Regions from separate parts of the Astyanax mexicanus genome. Here region 2 is linked to region 1. A link is a contact called in public Hi-C data. All regions are on one chromosome and are shown on one strand. The core of a region is the stretch at or near the end of the contact, and the rest is flanking DNA. Distances in the headings are between cores, read along the strand shown.

The links. Hi-C and Micro-C count contacts between places; a contact is called where the count stands out from the background.
Region 2: a Hi-C map of muscle shows a contact between it and region 1, with 19 times the contacts expected there. The contact joins two enhancer-like sites. A contact is called at or near these places in 2 of 3 Hi-C or Micro-C datasets (both in muscle).

The regions. Positions count from the first base shown.
Region 1 is chr14:24,040,919-24,047,825 of AstMex3_surface, reverse strand. No RefSeq gene overlaps it. Among protein-coding and RNA genes, the nearest start is that of LOC125781096, 19 kb to the right of the region's middle. Within about 2 kb of position 1,370, the one cell type or tissue checked has an H3K27ac peak away from gene starts, as active enhancers do.
Region 2 is chr14:24,261,971-24,268,560 of AstMex3_surface, reverse strand. No RefSeq gene overlaps it. Among protein-coding and RNA genes, the nearest start is that of LOC111193212, 24 kb to the left of the region's middle. Within about 2 kb of position 2,695, the one cell type or tissue checked has an H3K27ac peak away from gene starts, as active enhancers do.

The DNA of each region.
Region 1 (6,907 bases), core at 121-2,620:
CCAATAACTTCCTAAAATTTAAAAGTCAGAACCATCTAATTTTTCTTTACACTGCTAATAAATCTAGACATGATTTTGTCGATCCAGGCCTGTGAGCACCTCTTTTGGTCTTTTGGCCAATCAGTTACTATTCTCCATCATGTTGTGATTTATTCATGCCACAGACAGGTAACATGTAACATCAGGCTGATTGACCAAATACTCATAGATAGTGAGATAAAACTGAGTTTATTAAGAGCAACCAAATCCAAACAAAGGCAAAACATATAAATGTAAACCACATATTCAAAAAATAAGTCCAGAAAAATGAAAATTTTGATTAATTAATCACAAAAAAAAAATTAAAACAAAAGAAAACAGCACTGCTTGACCTCCTACACCACGCTGATGTAGTTGTTAGCACAGTCACTTCCCAGCACTGGGGTCTTGGGTTCAAGTCCCTATCTGGGTGGTTTTCCTTCAGGGACTCCGGTTTCCTCCCATAGTCCAAAAAACATGGACATCTGGTAAAATTGGATAATCTAAATTTACCCTAAAAGTGTGAATGTGTGTGTGAATGTATGCCCAGATATTGATTGGCAGTCCTCCAGGTGGACGGTCATTCCGGTTGAGAGTATGCTGTGGGTGATTGGCTGCCGCTTCTCACTGGTGTGTGTTGAGTGTGTGTGAAATGTAATTGTAAGTGTCCTTGAGTGCCTTAAGTGGCAGAAAGGCGATATAGAAGTGTAATAAAAAGTAAGTAAGTACTCTATCTAACTAGCTGATATCAAAAATCAACGATTAATTCAGTTCAGAATTCAGTTAGCATTGGCGCTAATATGTTCCAAACCTACTACTAAGTTTGGCTGTTAGCTAGCATTGAGCTGCTAGCTGGATTCCAGTCTTCTGAGGTTAATAACTAAAGACTGGAGTGAACTATAGCTATAATCCCCATATCATATCAAACCACAGAACCTAGCCAACCTAACCAGGACAGTGCCATTGATCTGTTATCGTTCTGCAACAACTTTGCAATACAAGGCTTACAATTCATTGTATACTGCAGTATATTGAGACACTGTAATCTTAAACTCGAGTCCCAGTCTCTACTAATAGGTAGAGTTCAAACACAACGAGGTGGTGCTTCACATCAGTGACACTGTGTTCTGTTTATCATCACAGCATTCGGTCATCTGTATGATCTTCTCACATTATTATCTGTAGAATCATGTGCAGTGTTTCCTGAAATTGAGATGTTCCACTCTGCGGTGGTTAAACCTGTGAGCCAGAGTCTGAAGCTGTACCAGCAGGGCCTGGGACTGGGAGTAACGAGTTTGTTCAGGCCTGCGTGCTCTAGACACACTCCCCTGAGCCTGAACGTGAGTCACCAACCAACCCCTCACTCACTCATTCACTCACTCACTGACCCAGCACCCTGCTCCTGCTCCTCACTCTGTGTTTGCTCCTGAGGGCTGTGAGCTGTGGCTGTGCAGTGGTGAAGAAAACTTAACTCCATGTGTGCTGGTTTGGTTCTGTTTAAGGTTTTTAACATTTCCTGTCCAACATGTGGAGCACAAGTGCCACCTAGTGCTCACAGAAAGAGCTATGTTCAACAGCTATGTTCAACAGCAGACCAACCAAGCGCTAGGGTTTATACATTTTACCATTTTTAAAAAGGATAGCTTACCCCACTAGAGGCCCAGAGGGACAACAAAACATCTCTGGTGAACCAAAATTGAATATTCATTAGTTGTTGCATTTTTAGAATGTATATCACTAATCAAAGTACATCAAAGTAATATAATTTAGAATTAAAACTTCATTGTAAGACTTTTTCAAATGTTATATTTTTATCTACAATTACATAGGCTTAGTTACATTACAGGTACATGCCCATTACATATGTTATTCCTACAGAACTGTCAGGTCTTAGCCCTGTCTCATGTCTCTGTGTGTGTCCCACGTGACCTGTGCCCCTGTGTTCTGTCTCAGTACTTTTCCATGTGTTTCTCATTTTTAGCTCCGCCCCTGCCGCAGGTGTTTCCAATTCTAGTGTGTTTCCTGTTTGTTAAATAGCCCTCCTCTGCCACTTAGTCTCCGTCGGTCTTTGCCCCTTCACCTGTCGTTTGTCTCTCTCAGTGTTTAATAGCTTTTCTCAGTGTTTCCTTGTTCTCTCATAGCCTTAGTTCCTTGTTTCTTGTTTATTTCTTGTTTTCTCGTTTATAGTTATTTTCCTTGTTTATTTCTAGTTTCTTCCCTTATATATATTCCCTGTTTATTTATTATCTTTATCTCTTGTTGGCTTAGCTTATGTTCTTTTGTTTCACTGGTTTGTTTTGGTTATTCGTTTATCTTTTTACATGTTTACTTGTTCCTCGTTTCCTTGTTTCTTTGTTATTTATTTAATAAATTATTTATTTATTTCGCCCTTACCTGCACTTGTGTCCGCTTTCCTCGTCACCCTGCCTGGGTTTTCCTGACAAGAACCTTGCATATTAATACACTAACATGGCAAATATAAACGAATCATGAAGTGATGCCCCAAAGGACGGCTTTGGAATGTTTTAAGAGTAAGGTAAGGTGCTCTCTTGTGAGGTTAGAGTTTGAGCGAGTTTGTGGCAGGTCACTGTATAATGGACACTATTATTATTATTATTATATATTTCATTATATCTTATGTTAGAATGAATCTTACAAATGCAATTATTTACGCAATTATTTAGATGAGAATTCATAATTTAGAGAATGCATTTTTGAGCTAAACTTTTTAAATTATTGAAAAGCAAAATAAAGAGATTATAAAAAATTATAATTAAAGTGCAAATAGAAAAGTCTAAAATCTCTGATAGACATTTTGTAATAGATCCAATTAAGCAATTGGTTGATTGAATCCTGAATGGTAATTGTGTTGACATATGCGCTCTGATTGGTTAGTGGGACCCTGTCCTCTGATTGATCTTACTCCCAGCCTGAATCCTGCACTTGGGTTTGGTTGTTCAGTGAATTCAGTTTGTTCATTCGACTCGTTTAACACGGTTGGCTGTTAGATTTCTGCCCTCTCCTTATGCTCTAATTGGCAAGTATTATCTTGTCAACTGGCTGCTTAAACCCTGATTTGTGCAAAGTGATTAGTCAGTAATTTGGTTGGCTGCAAAGGAACATCATTACACAATTATTCTAGAATTTGTTCTACTGTCTAAATCGTTACCCCACTACAGTTAGCCTTTGTTCCCTGTGTGTTAGTTTACTTGAGAATATTTGATATCCAAATTAGGTCATGCAAAATGCGTTGAGTCTTTCTTTACCTTACTCATTAGGATAATTACCTATCCAACCTATAATTTGGTTGTTGAACTAAAGTTTAAATTAAACTGATGTATGTGATTTGATTTAACAGCCACTGTTAACTGTTCTATCAGTGGTGACAAAATAGGACCAAATGAAAAAATGCAGTATTTCTTACATTTACTCATAAACAAATAGTGTTGGGCCAATTTAGAAAACTAAAAAAAGATGTGATTATTAACAGATAGTTGACAGATCACTGTAATCATGCCACGAAAGCCTTAGTCTTTAAGGAGCAAAGATGGGCAGGGGAACAAATTTGTGAGAACTGCACCAAGCACTGGATCAAGAACTGTCATTCAGCGATAGCTTTTAGAACCACATGAACAAGGGATTTTTTTGGCAAACTTTGTAAAGCACTACAATATGAAGTTACATTCACAACCCCCACTTAAATCTTTACTGTGCAAAACAGAAACCATATGTTAACCACGTCCAGAAGCAGCATCTGGTATACACCATCACACAGTGGAAAAGTGTTTTGTGTTCAGATAAATCAGAATTTCAGATCTTTCTTTTAGAAAAAAAACAGGTGGTGTGTGCCACAGATGAGAAGAACTATCTAAACTCTTCTGCAACAAGTCAGTACACTTCTGTTGTGGCAGCAGTAATGCAGAAATGTGCAATAATTGGACCTCAAAACCACAGACGCTGCCTTCCAGACAGACCTTTCCAGGGATGTCCCAAGCATTCTTCATCAAGACAATGCAAAACCAAATGCTGCACACATTACAAAGGAATGGCTGTGGAGGAAGAGAGTGCAGAAACCTGACAGGCCTACAGTCTTGACCTGTCCCCAATAGAGAATGTGATCAAAAATAGTAAAAAAAAACAGCAGCACTTGTTGACTGGAGAACTTTATTAGAACTTTGTTAGAGATACAAAAAAATAACCAACGCGTTTCGCCACTCAGGCAGTCATCAGTGTTAAAAGACAAAACTTTTATAACATTCCAGTTTTTCAAACACACATGATTACAAAACAACCAACCAAGTAAAAGAAAAGAGTTTTTTAGGGAATTTGGAGAAATGGATGTCTGTATTGTCAGTTTGACTGTTTTTTCTCTGTTTTTTCTCTTGAACAAAAGTATTTTCATCATAAAATTGATAACTAACTGTGTTTGTGAATTTCAGAAGGACTTTTAAGAAATTTTAGGTGGAAGTGGCTTCCCTGTGTTCAATCATTGGCTAATTATGTGACCTTCAGTACTTGGAGTGTTCCTATTGGTTGTTTTGTAATCATGTGTGTTTTAAAAACTGGGATGTTATTAACTTTTGTCTTTTAACCCTGATGAAGGCCTGAGTGCCAAAAGCTTTGGTTATTTGGCTTTGGTCACTGGATTCATTGCCAGGCACCTTGTTGTGCAGTGAAGTTGCACCAGATCCATCCACCCAATAGAGAATGTGTAAAGAGGTTTGAAATGAACATTTTACAACAACCTGTAATGTTGCACATTTTAGGACGTCTTTCCAGAAAGAATGGAATAAAATAACACTTGAAACCCTTCATTGCTTGGTGTCCTTTGTGTTAAAAAAGTATTTTAAGTGTTGTGAAGATGAATGGCATCATTGGAAGTTAGATGTATATTCACAAATAAAATAAAGTTGATCCGAGAAAACATGAAATAATTTCTGAAAACAATAATTAAAATGTTTTTTTGTTTTTTGTTTTTTCTATACTGCCCCAAGCTTATTATCATTTGAGGTTTAACTTGTATTGGGCTCATTTGACCTTCATGATTTTTCCTTCACATTCAACACAGTTCCTCTTCACTTGTCTGCTCCCCACGTATCCCCCACCCCCCTCCTCTCTTTTCTCTCTTGCCTGATACAGCAGCTGTGGGGCAGATGTGCAGACTGTTCCTCTCGAGACTGAGTTTGGCATTATCTGTTGGAATCTGTTAGCTCAGAGTCATGCTAACCTTTAGCAGCTCATCAAATTACGCACTATTACTTAACGCTGATTTACTGTAAGTGTTCATCTTCGGGACGGCTCCATGAGAAATGTTTGGGGTAGGATTTTGGGGCCATTTGTGTGGTGTCTCTGGTTTCAGGGTGATGAACAGCTGAAGTGGGCTGTAGAAGATACCATGTTCTCTCAGCATGCAGGAGGCACCACTTTCTCACATTAGTCTCGCCTGCTGGAACACTGCATATATGATCCTGTAACAAGAATGAGTGCAGTCAGTGCTTTCATAAAGTTCAAAAGGGGCAATTTGTGTTAATTCATGTTTGTTGCTATAATACATGAATTACATGCAGTATTTTAATGTCATGGAGGCTCCGAGTGGTCCAGCGGGCTATGGTGTTGCCACTGTGATTGGGAAACCGATCGCTGGTTCGAATCCCGATCATGTAGCTTGCCATCAGCAGGAGGCGCCCTGAGAGAGCACAATTGGCCTTGCTCTTTCTGGGTGAGTAGATGGTGCTCTCTCCTCACACCATTACAAAGGGTGATGTTGCTCAGCACAAAGCATCTGTGAGCTGATGTATCAGAACCGAGTTGCTGCGCTGTGATGCTTCTCGGCAATGCTACATCAGCAGCAGTTCAAAAAGAGGCAGTGACTGAATGTATTGGAGGAGGCATGTGTTAGTCTTCACCCTATTGGTGTTGGGGCATCACTAGTGATAGGGGGAGTTCTAATAAGTGGGTCTCGTATATTGGGAAGAAAATGTGATAAAAATTAGAAATACATCAATAAAAAAAAGTATTTCAATGTCATGAAAAGGTTACACATTTGTTTATTTTCACATTTAACTGTTTTAGAGCTAAATGTCATTTAGGAAAAAAAAATCAATTTAGAGGAAAACATCATTAATCAACCAGTTAACCCATTTTTTATTTATGATATCATTAAGACTGATTTATGGGATTAAGTCATGCTTAATTACTGCCAGCTCAGAATCTAAACACCACTTCAGTAGAGCATTTCCAAAAATGTGAAGCAGGCTTGAAAGTCTCAAACAGCAGCACACTACTGTAATCAAAAAGACATTGAGAAAGAAAGCTAAGCTGATACAAAGTTATTTCTAAAGCTCAGAGTTTCTACTGAACCACAGTGTGAGCCAAACAGAGAAAACTAAAAACTGACGAAACCTTTCCAGCTTTGGTTACTGGAATTTATTTAAACAAAAGCAGAGAAAGGTAAATTAATAAGGTTTGCTTCTTTAGAGCCATGAATTCTGCTGTCTCACAAAAGAAGCACAAGATACAGAAGAATGTTATTTTATTGCAATTTTACCAACATATACAAACATACAAAATGTAAGATTTATTAATGTATATATAAAGAAGAGATGGATGAAAATAAAATAACAATAAATAAATAAAATAAATTACTGCTGTAGAATGCTGTATGCTTTATCACTGTAGTACAAAATGATCTAGTATGTTAATATTTTGTGTACTAACCTGCCAATTCCACACTATAAAGAAGAAAGCTTATAGTACTCAAAACGTTTTGAGACACTTTAAATGTACTGCACTGTAGATTAAAATCAAAGTCAAACAAATTATGAAGAAAAACATATGATATTATGACATATGAGTAAACAAAAATAAAGTTAAACAAAACCAGAATATG
Region 2 (6,590 bases), core at 1,446-3,945, 220 kb before region 1:
CCAAATGAAATACAAAATTTTCTGATGGTCAGTAATAGTTTGGAGAGGATGTCATCTGCTGGTGCTGATCCACTGTGAGAAGTGGACCAACATATATATATATATATATATATATATATATATATATATATATATATATATATATATATATATATATATATATAATGTATAAATATGTACATCTAAAAGCAAACAATATCTAGAAGAGTTCCCTGGGTCTGTGTTTGTCTGTATATAAATGAATTAGAAATTTTCCTCGATTTTTCACTTTTTACTTTAAATAAAGCATATCTTCTAAACCAGGGTTAAGATTTATTAGATTGAGGAAAGTGATTTATGTCTTGTATTTTTTCTTTGGCTTTTTTCTGGCATGTTTTTAAGTATTTCCTTATTTTTTATGTTCCAGTTTTCACAAGGCAAAGTGAAGCTGATAAAAGACAAACCAGCTGATTTTTTCTAGCCTAATAATCTTTTTAGGGGGCTGTGAGAACAAGTTTTGTAGACATACACAAAACACTTATTCTCAAACATAAAAACCTGATTATTTCTTAAGGCTGTAGGACACAGTCTCACCTGTTCGTCGACAGCACGTAAACAACAGAAAAGCGAGGTAAGTATTGAAGTATATAATTTTACCATTTTACTTTTCTTCTGTGAAAAATGGCTTGTCAGTCATGGCGTTTGTGTTCCTAGATAATAGCCTATCCTAAAGACTATAGTCTGCATACATTCACAATTAGGCCTCAGCTTTCTTTATCAGACAGGTGAAACCATTGACTGAATATAATAAAACAGGGTTTATATGTCGAGTTATGCTACCAACCGATACATACTTCCGTAAAACACTACGCATGCGTTAACCTGTGCTGCATTTTTTTAATATTATTTCTCGTGTTTTATAATAATTCAATTTTTTGTGCATTTAACAATTCTCTCTGGACTCCCTGTCATTAAACAAAAGTGTAATGACAGTGATTTAGGTTATCTAAAAACAGTAAAAAGACTTCTGCTAGGAACATGATATAATATTGTGCTTATTTTGTATTTTTACCTTTTAATATACGCTAGGGTAGCACGGTTTTGCCGGGTAGCACAACTCGACAGAACACCATCATTGTGTAAAATCTACGCTAAAACGTACAGAAGGTGCGATGCGGTGTTTTGTCCACTAGATGTCCTCACCTCCCCGCCTCAGAAATCACAGCACTGCAGCCTGAGCGCCCTCAGCTGCTGTAACCACCACTTTATGGGCCATTCACCTGAATGGGTGCCATCTGTCCCCATTAAATTAATTACATGTATAAATGTGCAAACAAAATAACTTTAAAATACATTTTATTATTAAGCATAGTGTCTTGTACATTGACTTAATTGTAAAAGTAACATAAGTAATTAAAAAGAAAATAATAAAAACTATTAGCATTTGTTACCTGTCCCCACTTTCTAATTATAAACTTTACCATGACATTTCATTTATTTTTTTTATCCTTTAGAGATGTCATATTTTTCATTGTAGTGTGACTCCAAATGCTTTAAATTAAAATGCTTTAATGCTTTTTTTTTCATAATAATTAAATGAAAATACTAATTTTAGTTGTGTCTCTGGGTTCACTCATTCCTGTTACCGTAACACATTACCCTGATCATCTGACACATCTGGAACATTTTACAGTCATATGTAATTATATGGAAAAAAACTCATTCCTGTTACTTTCATTCCTGTTACTCGAAACATAAAGAGTAACAGGAGTGAGTACCAGTAACAGGAGTGATATTTTTTGTCATAAATATAAATTATTTGAACACAGTCTTTCTTAAAAAGAAAATCAAAGGAATTAGTGAAATATGAAAAACATGCTTATTAAGTCACATGAGATGTGTAACCATCTTCGGCTTAGAACCCTTGCTGCCTGAGTTAGGCCAGTTCATGTTTTGACTGGTTAAATACATGTATTATTAGATTCATAATTTTAAAAAAAGCGTTGGAAGCGTTACAACAAGCAAATGGCACCCATTCGGTGAAATGGCCCACATATTATTATTTATACAACAGATAGCAGAATATTTACTTACTTACTGACTTTAATATTCACATTCATCGTTTTTTTTGGACATTATATTGTTGATTAGGTCTTTCTATCATTCTATCGATAATTTTTATTGAGTAAGTTGTGTATAAGCCACAGGGGCTGGAATCAAGAGCAAGTGTAAAGAGATATTTTCTCTAAACTAAAGAGGAAATTTAAGAAAAATAGAAAAAAAGTTACTCCTGTCTATAAATATAGTTTTCAAATTGCACTGAAAATAATACACCTCATAAACCAATCAGTCATAAAAAATACTCCAGTTAACTGTGTATTCTCCTATGTTGCATCCCATAAACAGTACAGGACTTGAAAGGAGCCCTGAGGGGATTTTTACCCACTTCTCACATGTGTCTAAATGCCCCTAAATGATTTTAAATCACTCTTGATTTCCTTTCTTTTCAGCAGCCCCTGTTCTGTTCTTTTCTCTATTTTAAAAGCATTATGTGGGTCAGCGGGTGTTTGCTGTAATCCTTTAATTGCTTATGGTACTGCTCCTTTATGTCTGCTTTGTTATGGTATGAGCTCACCTGTGGGCGTGGCCGTGTACCACACTGAACTCCTGAAAGATGCATAGGCCCCGCCCACCACATTGTGGCATGTCACAGACTATTAGGACTCCATATAAGGACAGGTGCGCTCTTGTAACATAACAGCAATAGAAACACAGATGGCACTCCCAGAGGGATATGTTTTGTTTTTCAAAGACAAAGAGGTGTGTGTGTGTGTGGTGTGAACTTGTTTTTAGCACTTTGTGACACCAACACGTGTGTTTGCACGTGTTTTTGTGCTTGTATATGTGAGAGAGAGAGAGAGAGAGAGAGAGAGAAAGAGAGAGAGAGAGTGTGTGTGTTTCTGAGTGTAAATGTTTTCTCCCCTCTCCAAATTTTCAGCTTTCCTTGAATGACTTCCAACTTAAAGCGATAGTCTGTATATTTTGGGGATTTGGGGATTTTAGAGACCTCTCTGGTGAGAGTGTGTAATTACACAGAACATTTTTTTAAATTCAGGTTAATGTAAATAAATTGTTGGGCAAAATTCCGTATATATGTTTCATATGGGGGTACATTGTGGTCTTAAAGCGTGTCAGTAAGCAGAGCTGTCCTCCCGCCAGAGCAAAGCAGCACAGTGAAGGATGTCGTCATGCTGACCAAGGTGAATAGCTTCAAGCTTCAAGGCCTGGGGCCTCTGAATGGTCTCTCAGAAAGCAGAGGAACATGAGAGAAACACACAAAGGGACAGAACTGGCTTGACGGGCAGGTTGACACCATGGGGCAGCGTAGGCAGAGATGTAGTGGTCAGAATAGATTTTCCTCCTATTCAGTGCCCACTGTTGAAAGTGGATTCTTTAAACAAAGTCTTGTATATGTGGAGGCCAAACTTCAGTTATTTTACTTCAGCCAGTCTGAGATAGGGCTGGGCGATATGTTAAAATATTACTTCTTGATATTTAAATACATTTGTTACAGTACACAATATTTAACACAGTGTGGAAAACATGCACCAGTATAGGCAGATTTATAAAACTGACATTTAAATACTTTTCTATGTACAGTTATTTATATTGAGAATTTGCCAAATAGATAAAAATATAGAAATCTGTGAAATATAGGTCAGTATTCACAGAAATCTACTAAATTTAACGATTTATAGATAACAGTATTTAAAATCAAAGCTCTAGTACTAAGACCTGAAATATCTTTCCAGAGAATTACTTTAAAAATGATTTTATGATAAAAAAAAAACACACAGACACACTCTTAACATATTTGTCACACTATAAGGTGGATAATAAGGTGCACTGTTAATAAACTATCAATAATCTTTTTTCTGATCTATTTTTATACACAAGGCACATTTGATTATAAGGTGCATTATGAGACACTAGTAAGGAACAAGGGTGTTGCCATGTTTTCCTTCTAATTCAGCAGGTCTTAAATGAGCGCTGGATGCTAATCTACACAGATTTCTGAAAACTCCTGAAAACTGTTTATTTGGGTGAGTGAAGCGCTTCCCTTTATTTACAGTAAGCTCAAATTTCTAAGGCTAACCGCGGTTATCGGCTAATGCTGCTCGATAGTGTTGCACTGAGGAACTCTGAGTGTTCTGGTAAGCCAGGGTGATATTAGCTAGCAGTTCAACCCATGTAGCTTGTTTTAACACGGTACATGTGCAGACTACAGTTCGATATACTCACCTCTGAATAGTAAAAGAGCTAGCGCTTATCATAGTTAGCGACTAATGCTAATACTGCTCCAGTCTTGAGTCTTGGTGCTGGAGAACCAAACTGAAATTCCTGTATAACGCTGCACTTTAGAGGAGTGGCTTTACTGCTTCTTACAACCTACACATTTCAGTAATGTGATTTGTTTTACATATAAAGCACTGAGGCCATGTCTTATGCTTTTTAGGAGAGCAACATGGCAACATGACTTTTCATCTCTTTCAGTGTTTCGTTCATTACAGTTCTCTTTCCATTCACAAGCCCAGGGCAAGGAAAGTGAGTCGTTTTCCTATATAAACATACAAACAGGAACAGTTTGATACGGTATTGATTTTATTATCCTCCTCCATCTGTCTGCCACTCAGATACAGCAGGTACACCTTCAGTGATGCTTTCTCCACCTCTCCGTACACAGGAGCGGCTCAGCGTCCCCAACAATCTCACTTCCCAAAGCCAAAACAAACAGCAGGCTGCGGCAGGGCGTGTGTTATGACAGTTTTTAAACGGTGGCCAGCTGTACCTCACGCTCTCATAGCGCGTTGCCGTTATGTAAACGGCTCTGGCTTATCTCTGAGACAGCTTTGCATAACGAGATGCGGAGGGTTCCCACGCTGCTTTGCATTTTTACAGGAGCGTTTGAGCAGCAGGCTCTCCTCGTATTTGCTGAAGATAAGAGGAGTAGGTTTTCCCGCCATTTTCCTTCAAGTGCCTTGTAGCACTGAGGGTGAAGCACAATTAGAAACTGTTGGATGGTAGTATCACGTGTCAATAAGGCAGTTACAGGCCTCGCGTGTTAATCTGATAAAGATGAGGGTGAAGATGGGGAAGAGTGGAAGGATTTGTACAAACAGGAATGGGAATCATGACTTGGCCGTGCTTGCCTGCTGCGATTCAGAGTGTATGGTCCTTGGTGTTATCTTTTACCGTTATTTTACAACCCTGTGCTTCATGGATCCATTCTTAAGCATTATTAGGATGGCATTAGTTTCACACGGGAAGGTGGAGTTTCTAATTGATTTTCTCAGTGAGTCTGGTGCCTTTTACCTTCTGAAAAACAAGCCATAAACTTGACCTCAGGTCAAATTAATACCATGTAAATTAACATGTATGCATTGTGTAGTAAAGGAGTTTTTTGGGGGGTTCTTCTAGGTATGGACGCACTCAAGGAGGCATTTAGATACCTTAGGACCATTCAAATCTGTAGCAAACTTTAGTCAAATCCAGACTTCAAGCCTATAGGCACTTAATGTCTAGCAAATTATTGTCTAGCGTAGCTTATAGGTTGCACACGCTATATTCTTGGTTATGTGTATAAATAAAACTTCTAAGTGGGCTTTAAGGTTGGGTTTCATCACGTTTTTAATACACACGTTTCATCACGTGTGTATTTTGAGTAGCCACTCCCATTTTAGTCAATTATGCTGAGATTTCTTGTCCTACAGTACCAGTCAATTTTGCACACATCTCTTCCCATTTATTTATTTTTTATTATTTTCTACATTGCAAATTAATACTGAAGTCATCCAGACTGTGGAGGATCACATAAAGAATCATGTAGTAACTTAAAAATGTTAAACAAACCAAAATACTCTGTGAAAGTTTTAAGCGGCTCTCATCTGGGGTTAAGATGTTAACTTAAAGTTTCTGAGGCTGGTAACTCTGATTAATTTATTCTGTGCAACAGAGGTAACTTTTGAGCCCTATCCGGACGGGATTAGTTTCTCAGGGGGTCCTGGGGTAATTTTCTCTGTGCTGCATACCCAAATTTTGCACAGCAAATGTTAACTGTAGTGATATAAAACTATTAAGTATTTGCAGTCAAAATTATTACAATTTAGTCTTTATTGTCCTGTTGGAAGGGCCAAAGACAACACCCAAGCTTCAGCTTCCTTACAGAAGGCATGATACTGGCACTGGAAACCCGCAGTAGTGTGTGAAGGACAAGATGATTTCAATGAATTATTTGGAAATCCCAGGACAAAAACCTCATTCTATGTGGGGAAGTTAAAGTTTGGGCATCATAGGACCTTCCAACGGGACAATGATCTAATCCTGAGCATAATTAAAAATTCACCTAGTCTTGATTTCAGAAGAAGTCCCAGAAGATTCTGGAGCGACCATCACAATCAGATATAAACATGAAAAGTTTTTGGCGGGATTGTAGCATGCTAAACACAGAAATATTAATGGAGGCCTAAGATTTCTCAGGAAAACTGTCAGCTGGTGTCTGGTTATGCATCATACCTGCATAAGGCTATAACACCAAATGGATGCTTTGCTAA